Regions from separate parts of the Arachis hypogaea genome. Here region 1 is linked to region 2. Evidence: chromatin contacts called from public Hi-C data. All regions are on one chromosome and are shown on one strand. Each heading gives the region's core, a stretch centred on a gene start, on an enhancer-like site or on the middle of the called end of the contact. The rest is flanking DNA. Distances are from core to core; before and after follow the strand shown. Region 1 has its middle 12 kb from the start of LOC112790523. Region 2 holds the start of LOC112790521 (subtilisin-like protease SBT1.8).

The links. A called contact is a pair of places that touch in the nucleus more often than the background predicts.
Region 1: a Hi-C map of an unstated tissue shows a contact between it and region 2, with 4 times the contacts expected there. The contact joins the enhancer-like site here to the promoter of LOC112790521 in region 2. A contact is called at or near these places in 3 of 8 Hi-C or Micro-C datasets (leaf and an unstated tissue).

What each region holds. Positions count from the first base shown.
Region 1 is chr3:49,124,984-49,131,390 of arahy.Tifrunner.gnm2.J5K5, forward strand. No RefSeq gene overlaps it. Among protein-coding and RNA genes, the nearest start is that of LOC112790523, 12 kb to the right of the region's middle. Within about 2 kb of position 2,003, at least 3 of the 3 cell types and tissues checked have open chromatin away from gene starts, as enhancers often do.
Region 2 is chr3:49,007,816-49,014,787 of arahy.Tifrunner.gnm2.J5K5, forward strand. It overlaps LOC112790521 (subtilisin-like protease SBT1.8), which reads left to right and starts at 5,285. Exons shown (of 2, transcript XM_025832960.3): 1 at 5,285-6,972. The coding sequence starts at 5,425.

The DNA.
Region 1 (6,407 bases), core at 753-3,252, 110 kb after region 2:
CTGCATTAACTTCACTTAATAAAAATTTGAATTCCATTAAAAGATGAAAGTGGAATCCGTTGAAAGCATGCAACATTAACTTTCTCTCTTTTTTCAATTCGGACCAACCATTTTGGTCTTGTAGCAAATAATAATTTTGGGCTTGTTTAAATAAATCTGGCCCAATAATCATAGCAATAATTCAGCCATAACAATCAAGACATTTTTTGAAATTAAGGCTGAATTTTAATTTCACATGGAACTTGCTATTTTGGCCCAAAACAAACTCTGCAAATAACAAAATTATTAATTAGCAAATATGAATTAAGAATCAAATTAATAATTTTGTAATTAATTGTTTTAATAATGCTTGATCATCATCAATCTAAATTAGAGTTTTCCAAACTCATCAAAGACTAACAAATGAAACTGGTTCAACACCAAGACAAACAAAGCACTACATCGTGCTTCATAAACTGATTTCCAGACCAAACAAACTTTTCAAAACTGAACAAACCAAGACTCAAATTAATTGAAACTGTGTTGTGTGCTCTTCCTAATTTATGACTTATCATTCATAGACTTTTTGAAAATGTTCCCTTAAAAGATCACATGCATTTTTTTTTAGTATTAGAAAGACTCAAAAACTGAATATCAAATACCAAAAAAAAAGACATTCAATTGTGCAGTATTTGATTTTTAAATCGTTCTCCTTAAGTTGCTTAAAACCTTGTTCTTCTTCTTAAATTGAAAAGTAATCTTTAGTTAGCTGTTGTAGCTGATTGGGTTATTATTAATGACGTGATTTATATCTTCTATATCCAACAGCTACATTTTTAAGTTCTCTTCAAATGTTGCTCATAATATTTGATTTTTTTAAATATGTTCCAGTTGAAGCAATGTGCTCAATTATCCGTTTCTTGCTGTCCGTAATCATCGTTATTGTTATATGTTTTCTTTTCTATTTTTCGCTACAGCGATCTTTTCTAATTTGATACCAAATAAACATTTATATCAATTTTAAAGCTGAAATGTTATAACATATTAGGTCAAGCCATTAATCAATCAATCAATATAATTAATTAAATGTTTATCATCTCAAATAATTATAAGATTATTTTCAAACTTAACAACAATGAAACATATTATTATTATTATTATCAGTATCGGTTCAAGAAAACACCATAATAGACTTTTCATCGCGATCATATGAATCAGATCAAACATTATGCTGGTTAATCAAGTTGAACCAACCAGTCCAATCCGTTCCTAAGAGTCAATTGATTATTTCTATTGGGATATAAGACCGTATAACGTATCAATTAATGCAAAGTCAAGTCAGGGAAGAGTCCAAGAAAATGAACAAGGGGACAAGAAGGAAAATCCATTGAAATGAGATGGAAGTTCAGATTTCATTTCTCAAGAAAAAGAACCACCGAAAAAGGTTTTGTGTAATTTAGCTTTTTGTTTTGTGAACAGAACATTAGACCAACTCATTTTTATCCACAAACGAATACTAATATTAATATAAGTCACTTTAGCTATATATTGAACAGTAACATAAAACTTTTACGGAATCAAAAAAATTATAAGATCTTTCAAAACCACACTAATTCTAATTGCTTGGTCTTCATGTGTAATTTGGAAGGGAAAATTTAAAATGCATAAAATTCTAGTAATGCCTCTCATATTTTAATGTGCAAAGAGCATTACAAAATATATCATATTAGTATTCATTTTTGTCAAGAAAATATATTATTAATAAAAAGTTATAAGAAAAAGATTAATACAGGATTGAGTAACAAAAACTACTCATAAAATTGTATATATTGTTTAAAAGAAAATTATTGAAAGTAAATATTGTTAAAAATAAATAAATTTAGGGTAAGCTTAATAGTCAGTATAATGCATTTGTTTTTTTTTTTTTTGGGGGGGGGGGAGGAGGGGTTTGAAGAGAGAGGGGTCTCGATACTGATGGGCGTAATGTTTAAAAACAGTGTTCGAATTTGCCACCAAAAATATCAAAGGCCCACTATATAAAGGCCAAAAATACTGTAATGGATAAATTTGGGTTACTATAGAGCCCAAAGTAAACAAGTTGATTGGTCAAAATTGCTCAGAATTAAAAAAGAAACCACTCTGCCAATCCAAAAAAAAAGAAATAAAAATAAAAAGAAAATAATATGGCATGATAACTAATTATTGAAGAGTAAACGCAACCGCTCTTTGTCCGTTTTCCCAAAAAATAAGACAGTTTCGGTAAAAAAAATAAAAAAGTATTTCGGGTCCGCAGCCCTAACAATATTATTTGGGGTTAATACTAATTTTTTTTTGTTAAAAATCCGTTAAATAGAATGAAAAGTAATCTTTTCGATTTTTATCTACGATTTGTGGGATTTTCAACACCTCACACATTGGGGTTTGGATAGGGTTATTGGACTTAGCCTATAACCCAAAAACAAAAACATCTCACAAATTATTAATAAATTTATTTTTGAAAATTTTTTCACTAGTGGTAGTAGTAGAGAAGAACCATTGCCAGAAATAATATTACAAGAAAAAAATTAATCGTAGAACTAAAAAGCTTTTAAAATGAAAAAATAGTATCACTCAAAAATTAAGTAAATGATGATATTGATGGTGTTGATATTGTAGTTGACGAGGGTAGAGAAAACAATTATGATAAACAAGGTATGAAGTAGTAGAGATATAAATTATAACAATGATGATGATGAAGGTGGTTATAATTGATCCCATTGTTAAATTTTTTTTTTGTAGGAATTTATAATTCTACAAACTACAAATAAAACTCCTATAAAACTAACTTGTTATTATTTCATAGATTTTTAACAGAAAATTTTGTATTGTTTCAAAATAATATTCTTGGAGGCCAAAGTATTCCATTTTTAGATAAAAATTGCTTTGTCGTTTAAAGAAATTAATAGAAACTAGATTGAATCTTTGTTCGTTATTTAACTAAAAAATTGAGAGTCTAAATATCACTTTATGTATAAAAAAGATCTCATGATCAGACCTTTGATGCCTTGTCCTTAAATGGATAAAGTGCGCATAGAAATTAGTGGTTAAATTCAACAATAAATACTATTGACAAATAAAGAAAAAATACATACATTTCTTAAAAAGAAATCATTTGAAAAATAAGAAAAAAATGTAAAAAATATTTTTTGGTGTACTTTTTATTTCAATATAAAAAAATAAAAATGTAAGTAAAAATACCTTTTGAAATGTTGTGACAAAGTTGTTTTTTGTTTTTTAATTAACTTTAACCACTTTATTAAAGGTCGTAAATATTAATAATGCACGTTCGATATCTATAAAATAAATTTTGTCAACTTTTGCATTTTACCAAAAAAAAAAAGAAACAATTGAGACTTTTTTTTACAGGTATTGTTAAAAATAGATTAGTTTAAAGTGAAGTACTAAAATTAACTATAAAAGATTATAACACTAATAACATTAATTATATAAAATTTAAAACTAATTTATAATCACTAATGGTACTTTTTGTGACCAATCGTTAACTGGATAATAATATCATTAGTTAATGATCCTACATATACTGTTAGTCATTATCTGCCATTGTAAAGTGGAAAATAGAATAAAAAAAATTGATTAGTTATGGTCTTCTCCCCTAGAACTCAACCTCTTTTTCACAAACCCGCCCCTTCCAACGCACCGGTATAATAATCCATGAAATTTGCAAATTAAATTTTAAGATAAAGTATTAAATTAATTTTTTATGTTTGGGTATAATTTTATTTTAGTTTTTAAAATTTAAAGTGTTTTATTTAAATTTAAAAAAATTTCATTTAGTTTTAATGTAATTTCACCGTGAGGTTAAAATTAAATAATTAACAGAATATCCTACATAACAGTAGTATAAGAATAATGTCAATAATTTGGAGAACAAGTACAAGTTCCAAAGGCACAAAATCAACTGTAAATGCATCAATACATTTATTTATCATTCTCCTTAGTTTTATAAAAAATATTTCATTTAAATTTTAAGAAAAATAATAAATAAATATATTGATACATCCATGGTTGATTTTATTTCTTTGGAGTTTGTACTTGTTCTCCATAATATTAACTTTGTTCTCGGAGTTAAATAAATTTTTTTTATTCAAATAGAATATTTTAAACTTTAAGAACCTAAACATAATTCATGTAGTTTCAAGACGTTTTAAACATAAATCTAATTATGTATTTTTTAGCCTAAATCTTATTAATTGAGATCTCTCACACTTCACATCATTCACTTCTCAATAATTTTATCAATGTATCACTTTTCAACAAATAAAAAAATTAAAAAATCTAAAGAAGAATCACAAACCTTAAGTGTGTGTTTGGATTGTAGTTTGTCAAGTTGAAGTTTGAATAAAAGTGATTTTATAGAATTGATTTTGGGTAGAAGTAAGTTTGTGTCAACATGATTTATATTTGGCAATTCTATATCAAAATTGATTTTGATAAAATAAATATTATTTAAATAATATTAGTTAAAATCACTTTTAGATAGATAATTACTTTTGGACATGATATTAAATTATAATGTTATCTTTTTATACATATTTAATTTTTTTTATACTTTTTTTCTCATATGTTTTTTATATAGTATATTTTTAGTACTCTTAGTTTTTTTTAGTATGCTATAATTTTTAACTATTATTATTATTTATATTTTATTTTTTTGTTAATTTATTTTGTCTAATGAAATCAATAAATTCTATTATAAAAAAATAATAATAAATATAATACACAAAAATTACAACTATAAAAATATATAATGTCAAATAAAAATTCTATTATTTTCAATGCTGCCAAAACCTGACTTTCAGCCATCAACACCTGAACCTGGACTTGCATTCATCACAAAAAATAGCGATGTACTTTCAAAATTAATTTTCACAATAATCAAATTATCAAATCAGAGTATAGTATTAATAACCCCATCAAACAATTGAATCTCTTTTAAAATAATCAAAGAGCCACTAATCCCATCATCCAAAACAAGCTCAACAAGCAACAACCTCTTCTCCAGTTCAAGAAGAAAGTGAATTCGCCGCTGCCGCCATTGTACTTAGGGTGATCTAAACCATTGGATGAGGCAAAATTGTTGAGATTTGTGGAGAAGGAGATGAGGATTCCAAAGTAGGTCCCTACGTAGAGAAAGGTGTACTAAGGATCAGTGTAATCATAGTGATTGATCAACAAAGTGAGATTTTTTAATTATGGAAGATGGTGAAGGACCACGATGGATTGAACTTTGTGACAAAGTTAGATCCTATTTTAAAATTTGGTGTGTTCTCTCTTGCAATAGTTTTACTTTATATATAAATAAAACTCAAAACAGCTCCTGACAATTACCTTAAAAGATAATGAGGTCTTTAACAAAAAAAATCCAACCCTGCTCCTGACAATTACTTCGAAAGGACAAGGAGACTCATGTGCCAAAAAAAATTAATGCTGTTTTTTTTGGCACAGGGGCTAATCAATTCCAAAGAAAAAATATCAGAGGCCGAATTGGATTTTTTTTTTTTGTCTCATTGTCCTTTCGTGATACTTATCAGAGGTCGAATGAGGTATTCACTCTATTTTTTTCTATTTTTCACTTCACACTGCTATTTAATGACTAGCAATACACATAAGATAATTAACTAAAGGTTATTATCTAATTAATGATTGGTCATATTTGTCGAGCGAAAGATATTTTTTTGTAGTTGCAAGTTAGTTTTAAATTTTATATAGTCAATTTTACCAATGTTATAATTTTTTATGGTCAATTTTAATACTTTGTTTATTGATCTATTATATCTATTATATATCTCTAATTTTACAATCAAAATGTGTCATATGTCACTTTTTCATTCCAATTGGAATCAAATCTTTTTCTCCAAAATTAAGAAATTTTCTTCTCTTCCTTACTCATTTTACAACCAAAATGTGTCACATGTCACTCTCTCATTGTAATTGAAATTAAATATTTTCCTCCAAAATTAAAGAATTCTTCCCTCGTTCTTACTAATTTTACAACCAAAATGTGTCACATATCACTTCCAGTTCCTCATTGTAATTGAAATTAAATATTTCCCTCCAAAATTAAAAAGTTCTCTCCTCCTCCCTCTTTCTTTCTCTATTTCTCTCATTCCTTCAACCACTCTATCTATTTTATATATGATTATCAATATCAATGACTAATTACTAATTTGACAATCAAAATGTGCAATATGCCATTCTTTAATTGCATTAAAATTAAAATTAAAATATTAAAATTGAAATTGAAATATACCTATATTATATATTATATATTACAATCTAGTTTAATAATCAAATGTGTCACATGATACTCTCTTAATAAAATTGAGAGAAAATATTTTTTCAAAATTAATAAACTCCCTTCCTAAATT
Region 2 (6,972 bases), core at 4,035-6,534:
TAAATTTTTTTGGATGATGATTAAAGAAGAGAAGTTGTTGAGAGAATTTGGGAACCTTAACTTGGGTGTTAGAGAGGTAGCTGGGAATGTGTGCGTACACCAGTTGCATATCTCCAGTATTTTCAAGATTGAGATTCAAAAGGCTCAACAGAATGATCAGGAACTGTAGAAAATATTGCAAGAAATAGAACAGAGGAAACAAGGAGAGGTTAGTCACGACAGGGCAGGAGTTTTGAGGTACAAAGGAAGGATTTGTGTGCCGAATGTGGGAGATTTAAGGCGTGATGTGCAGACAGAGGCTCACAAGAGTAGATTCTCGATTCATTTTGGGGCTACCAAGATGTATCAAGACCTAAAGGTAATGTTTTGGTGGCTAGAAATAAAAAATGATGTAGCAGTGCATGTTTCTAAATGCTTGACTTGTCAGAAGGTTAAGATTGAACATCATAAGCTATTCGAAATACTACAACCCTTAGAGATTCCACAGTAGAAATGAGAAGTTATCACCATAGATTTCGTGTCTAGTTTGTCGAGAACTAGAACGGGATTTGATGCTATATGAATAATTGTTGATTGGTTGTCTAAATCTGGTCATTTCTTGCCTGTCCGTATGAGCTATACCTTGGAAGTGTTGGCGCATTTATACATTAGAGAGATTGTAAGGCTGCATGGTGTGCCTACAGCTATACTTTCTAACAGATATCCTCATTTCACTTTTAGGGTTTAGGGATCCTTCCAGAAAGTGCTCAAGATTCGATTATGCCTAAGCACTACGTACCATCCTTAAATCGATGGTCAATCTGAGAGGACAATACAGACTCTGGAAGATATGCTGAGAACTTGTGTGCTGGACCAACCGGCAAGTTGGGATTGATACATGCCACCAGTGGAGTTTGTGTACAACAATAGTTACCATGCGAGTATCGGAATAGCTCCGTATGACGCTCTGTATGCGAGGAAGTGTCAATCTCCACTATGTTGGTATGAAGCCGGAGAATCAAGTTTGTTAGGGCCTGAGTTGGTGGCAGAGACGACGAAACAGATTAGGAAGATCTGATCTAGAATCATTATCGCTCAAAGTCATCAAAAAAGCTATGCTGATTAGAGACAAAAACCTTTAGAGTTTGAAGAGGGCAACCATGTGTTTCTAAGGGTTACTCCGACTACAAGTATTGGAAGAGCGATAAAGACAAAGAAACTGAATCATAGTTATTTGGTCCATTTTAAATTCTAAAGAGAATTGGGTCGATGGTGTATCGGATGGCTCTACTACCTCGTCTTATGAACCTGCACAACATATTTCACGTTTCGCAGCTTCGGAAGTATACCTTTGACGCAAGCCATGTCTTAGAACCCGAATCAATTTAATTGAAAGGAGATTTGACGTTTCAAGTAATCCCGGTCAGAATTGACAATGTCGGTATCAAGAAACTCCGTTGAAAGGAATTCTCGTTAGCAACGGTTGCGTGGAGTCGTGCCAAATTTAAAGAGCACACCTGGGAGCATGAATCAGAGATGTGGAAGGATTACCCACAAATATTCTCATGTAATTGAATTTTCGGGACAAAATTCATAATTAGAGGGGTAAAACGTAAAACTTGGTAAATTAATAAATGATTAACTAATAAATTAATTATGAGCCAAAGAGATTAGAAAATTAAGTTTTATATTTTAGAGAAGTAAAAATATTTAAAATATGAATTAAAACACTAATTTTAAAGATTTTGGTCCAAAACTGGGCCAACAAACAACCGGACCCATATTGGGCCCAAGCCCCAATATATATAACTTAACTCAGCCTTCCTCCCTTACCTTTCATCAAACCACGCTGAGGAAGAAGCAAAATACAAGAACCCTAACCTCTATTCCACTTTTAATTTCGATTTCTTCTAACTTTCAATCTGGAGCTCTGATCGTTGCACTGTTTTCCGGCCACGTGACCGTCTCCCCGAGCCCTTCAAATTCATCTGAAAGAAGTGGTAAGAAATTCAAATTTCTCACCCAGCCCTTACCTGTCTTATATTTTCGGATTTTGGTTCTTGGGTATTGAGAATTGTGTAATTTTGATGGTTTATGGGTCCTCTGCCCAAAATACTCACGTACGCAGCAGGAGCCTCACGTACACATGACCTCTACTTTGCTGAAAAGTGCAATTTTTGAGTTTTTAACACTTCTCTATCTTTTTAAACTTCTGTAATCCCTATTTGTGAAGTGAGTAGACCTAGAGTCAGGCTTAGGAAAGGGAGTAGACCTAGTGAGGGAGTTAGGTTGACATTAAAGGAGGTTTGTGAAGTGCAAAATTGAATTAATAAGGCATGGGTAAAGTGATATAAGATATGAATAAGGATCATGATGATGTTGATGAATTGTGATAATGATATTGATGAATGATATTGATGATATGAAAGATCCATCTTGCGTTGCATTATATTATCTAAGACACGAGTTTTTCTGGGTAGATGCAGTGGCTTGCCAACACTTGCTCTAGGTTGAGATTTGATACTCTGTTAACCCTCCGTCGCAAAATGTGACTAAGCACTTTAACTCCTCGAATTCTTCCAATGAGATGATAAATGATTGATTATATATATGCATAGACTCTTGGGGATGCACACATACAGGGACTATCCAAGGTTCACTATCGGACATGTCGGGTTTGGCTGGATAACAGATGAGACTCATCGGCCATAGGGCAGGTATGCATCATATGCACTTGTATGTTTTGTTTGAGTTTGCATTTGTTTTAGCTTGCCTAACTGCCTATCTGTAATGAGCTGCTACATATTCTATTTGTTGTATCTGTTCCATAATTGTGCTTTCCTTTTCTATCTTGCTTGTGTTTGCTTCTAAGAGATCCCTCTGGCGGATGAAGGAGGCGTTGAGGGTTGTTCCACTTGGTGAATTTGGGGTTCGTAGAGAGCAGAAAACGAAGAGTTAGGATAAAAAATCCTTGGATATAGTTACCTTGCTTCTGGCTTAGTGAGAACTCTAGGATTTGATTTGAACTGTTGCGAATTTTAGAATGCTTTTGGCTTTTCAGGACGTTATTTATTATCTATATGGGCACCTTTACTATACTGAGAACTCCCGGTTCTCATTCCATACATGTTCTGTTATTTTTCAAATGCAAGATGCGAGTCACCTCGCTAAGCGTGCTGGAGACTCACTTGAAGCGAAGATATATGGATTTTGGGATTTTTATTATGTATTTAGTTTTTATATATGTATATATGTTCTCCACTTTGTATATATTTGTATCTTGTCTCTCCTAGAGGTTGACTTGGAGAAACAGGATTTATAACTTGTATTTTGGTAAACTTTTGGGTTGTGTATATGTATATATTTACTCTAGCTGGTCTTTGCTTCGTAGGTCAAGTATGGAGCTTGCTAATATGCATCCCTTTTGAAACTCTTATCTCATATGTATTGTATTTCTTCTATTTCACTAATCATGCATTTTATGGTTATGTGACTTTTGACTTCTGTTTTATTTAACTTTTCTTCAAGGCTCTAGTTAAGCTTCTTTTCTTATATATCTATATTTGTATTTTACTTTTATATGTCTTAATATTCTACCATTTCTGATTTACGAATTTAAACATAAAGTTTTGTGTAGTAGGATATTATAGCAGTGGCAGTGACGATGACGACAACAGTAACAATGATGACGATGATAATAAAAAAAGAAGTGCAAAAAAATAAAGAAAGAGAAAGAAAAGAAAGATGTAATAGTAACAACACATACGTAAGAGGAGAAAAAAAAAGCAACAACACGTAATAATTGGTTGGAGTATATATATATATATATATATATATATATATATATATATATATATATATATATATATATATATATATATATATATTCTTGATTTCTAACAATTGAAAAGATATAAAATTTAAATTTTTTAATATATAAAACAACATATTTACTTTTTTGATAATAATCTTAAAAGTATACGTTAACTAATCTTTAATAATAATAATAAAATATTATTTTTAGTTTTCAATATTTGGACAGAATTTTAATTTGGTTCTGATTTTTCAAACATCCTATTCTATTTTTAAAAAATTTTAAACGTCCTATTTTAATACTTAAAAAGTTTTATGTGAGTTTAATATTGCCTTATCTTTAAATTTGACACAAATAATTTGCATATTAAAGAATTAATTATATTTAATTTTAATATATAAATAAAATTAATCCTTCAACCATTACTAATATTTTTTTTAATTTTAAAACATTAACAATTAATTGTTAAGATTTAAAATTTTTTACAAAAAAATATATTTTAATTATTAATAACAAATTTAATGATAGAACTACATTAAATTTATCTTAAATTTTTTGAAACAACACTAAAATATTTAAAATATTAAAAATTAAATTAAAATTTAACCCAAACATCATCAACTAAAATAATATTTTACCCTAATAATAATAATTCACGATGATATTTCCTTTATCAAGCATGCCTAGCGTGATTATGGAGAATATAAAAGCATTAGCAGCCCAATAAGTCAAGAAACGCGTACAAAAGCAGGTAACGGAATCGATGACATCATGGTAAAGCAATGTTTCCTAATCACAATTTTAATACATTTACTTACAAAGAGAAATTGTTGCATTTTCCGCCGGGACATGCATATATAATTATGATTTATGGTAGACCTTTAATTTAATTTCCAAACCAATTAGTGTTATTAATTTAACTTTTGAATAAGAGAAATATATGCATGACCTTACAAATATAAATATTTGGAAATTAAAAAATGTCCGCAACATTGATTTTACTACATAAAATTTATCAAACACATTTTTGAAGAACAAATATGCTTATTGCTTTTCTTTTTCTTTGTGAATTTTATGGTGTCTTTGTTATGATGTCTAAATTATCTAATTTTTTTTAACAAAAAATTAAAATATTTAAAATATAAAATAAATCATATAAAATTTATTAAATATTATTTATTTATCTTTTTTAGTAACTTAAGTATAAAGTGATAAAGACTATAGCATTTATTTATTTTTTTTATCTGATCAACATGACAGAAAGTCCAAAGTGACAAAAAGACCTGCAAAAACTATTAAAATGTCATACAATAAGTTTACACATATATTCATTATAAAATGAGTTGTATTAATTAATTAGAAAATTACCCGAAAATTACTATTCAAGTATTGATGCTGGCATTATGGCAGAAGATTAATTAAAGAAAGGATCCATTAAGAAACACCTTTCCTTAATATTTTAATTATAAAAAGGGAACAAGAGTCCCTCGTCTGTTCTCTCTTCCATTATCTGACACACACACTCCCCACCATCACTGCCACTACTTTCTCCTCCTTCACATTCCCCTCTCTTTTATTTAAATCATCAAATCACACCCCATCTTCTTTTCATTCCCCTTTCCCCCTTTCACATGGAGAAAATGCCTTCCATTTTCTTCTTCTGCTTCTTCCTCTGCCTCTCACATTCTTCTTCTTCATCTTCGTTAGAATCACCCATTAATAATGTGGCAAAGAAGAAAACCTACATTGTTCACATGAACCACAACCAAAAGCCTTCCATATATTCCACCCACCATGACTGGTACATTGCAAGCCTTCAATCTCTCTCAACTAATTCAGATTCAGATTCGGATCCACTTCTCTATTCCTACAAAACAGCTTACAACGGTTTTGCTGCCTCTCTCGACCCACAACAGGCCCAAGCCCTTCTCGCCTCGGGCTCAGTCCTTGGCATCTACGAGGACACACTCTACCAACTCCACACTACACGAACACCCGAGTTCCTTGGCCTCGAAACCCAAACCACCCTGTGGGCCGGCCACAGTAACGAGGACCTAGGACGGGCTCTAAATGACGTTATTATCGGCGTACTCGACACCGGCGTCTGGCCCGAATCCAAAAGCTTCGATGACGCAGGAATGCCTGAGATCCCGGCCCGGTGGCGCGGACAATGCGAATCAGGCCCGGACTTCTCTCCAAAACTCTGCAACAAGAAGCTCATCGGGGCCCGAAGCTTCTCCAGAGGGTTCCACATGGCGTCCGGAAATTCCGGAAGCGGTTACCCAGGGAGACAGAAGGAGCCTGTGTCCCCACGCGACAAAGACGGCCATGGAACCCACACGGCGAGCACAGCAGCGGGGTCGCCGGTGGCTAACGCAAGCCTTTTAGGATACGCCATCGGAACGGCCCGTGGGATGGCCCCGCAGTCCCGCGTGGCGGCCTACAAGGTTTGTTGGACCGACGGCTGTTTCGCCTCCGACATTCTCGCCGGAATAGATCGTGCAATTGAAGACGGCGTGGACGTGCTCTCGCTCTCCCTCGGTGGCGGCTCCGCCCCTTACTTCCGTGACACAATCGCGATAGGCGCGTTTGCGGCGGTTGAGAAAGGGATCTTCGTCGCATGCTCCGCGGGGAACAGTGGACCCAGTAAGAGCACACTTGCCAACGTGGCACCGTGGATTATGACCGTTGGGGCAGGTACACTTGACCGTGACTTCCCGGCTTTTGCGGTTCTTGGTAACAAGAAGTTTTCTGGGGTTTCGCTTTATAGTGGGAAAGGGATGGGAACTGAACCGGTCAGTTTGGTTTATTTTAAGAATTCGAACCAGTCTAGTAGCATTTGTCTGCCCGGTTCGCTTGACCCGGATTTGGTGAAGGGAAAAGTGGTTCTTTGCGATAGGGGGATGAATGCGAGGGTTGAGAAGGGACAGGTTGTGAGGGACGCCGGTGGTGTCGGGATGATTCTTGCAAACACGGCGGAGAGTGGGGAGGAGTTGGTGGCCGATAGTCATTTGTTGCCGGCGGTGGCAGTTGGGAGGATTGTTGGGGACCAGATCAGGGAGTATGTCGGGTCGGATCCGAAGGCGACAGCAGTTTTGAGCTTCGGTGGGACGGTTTTGAACGTTAGGCCGTCGCCTGTTGTGGCTGCTTTCAGTTCGAGAGGGCCCAATACCGTGACG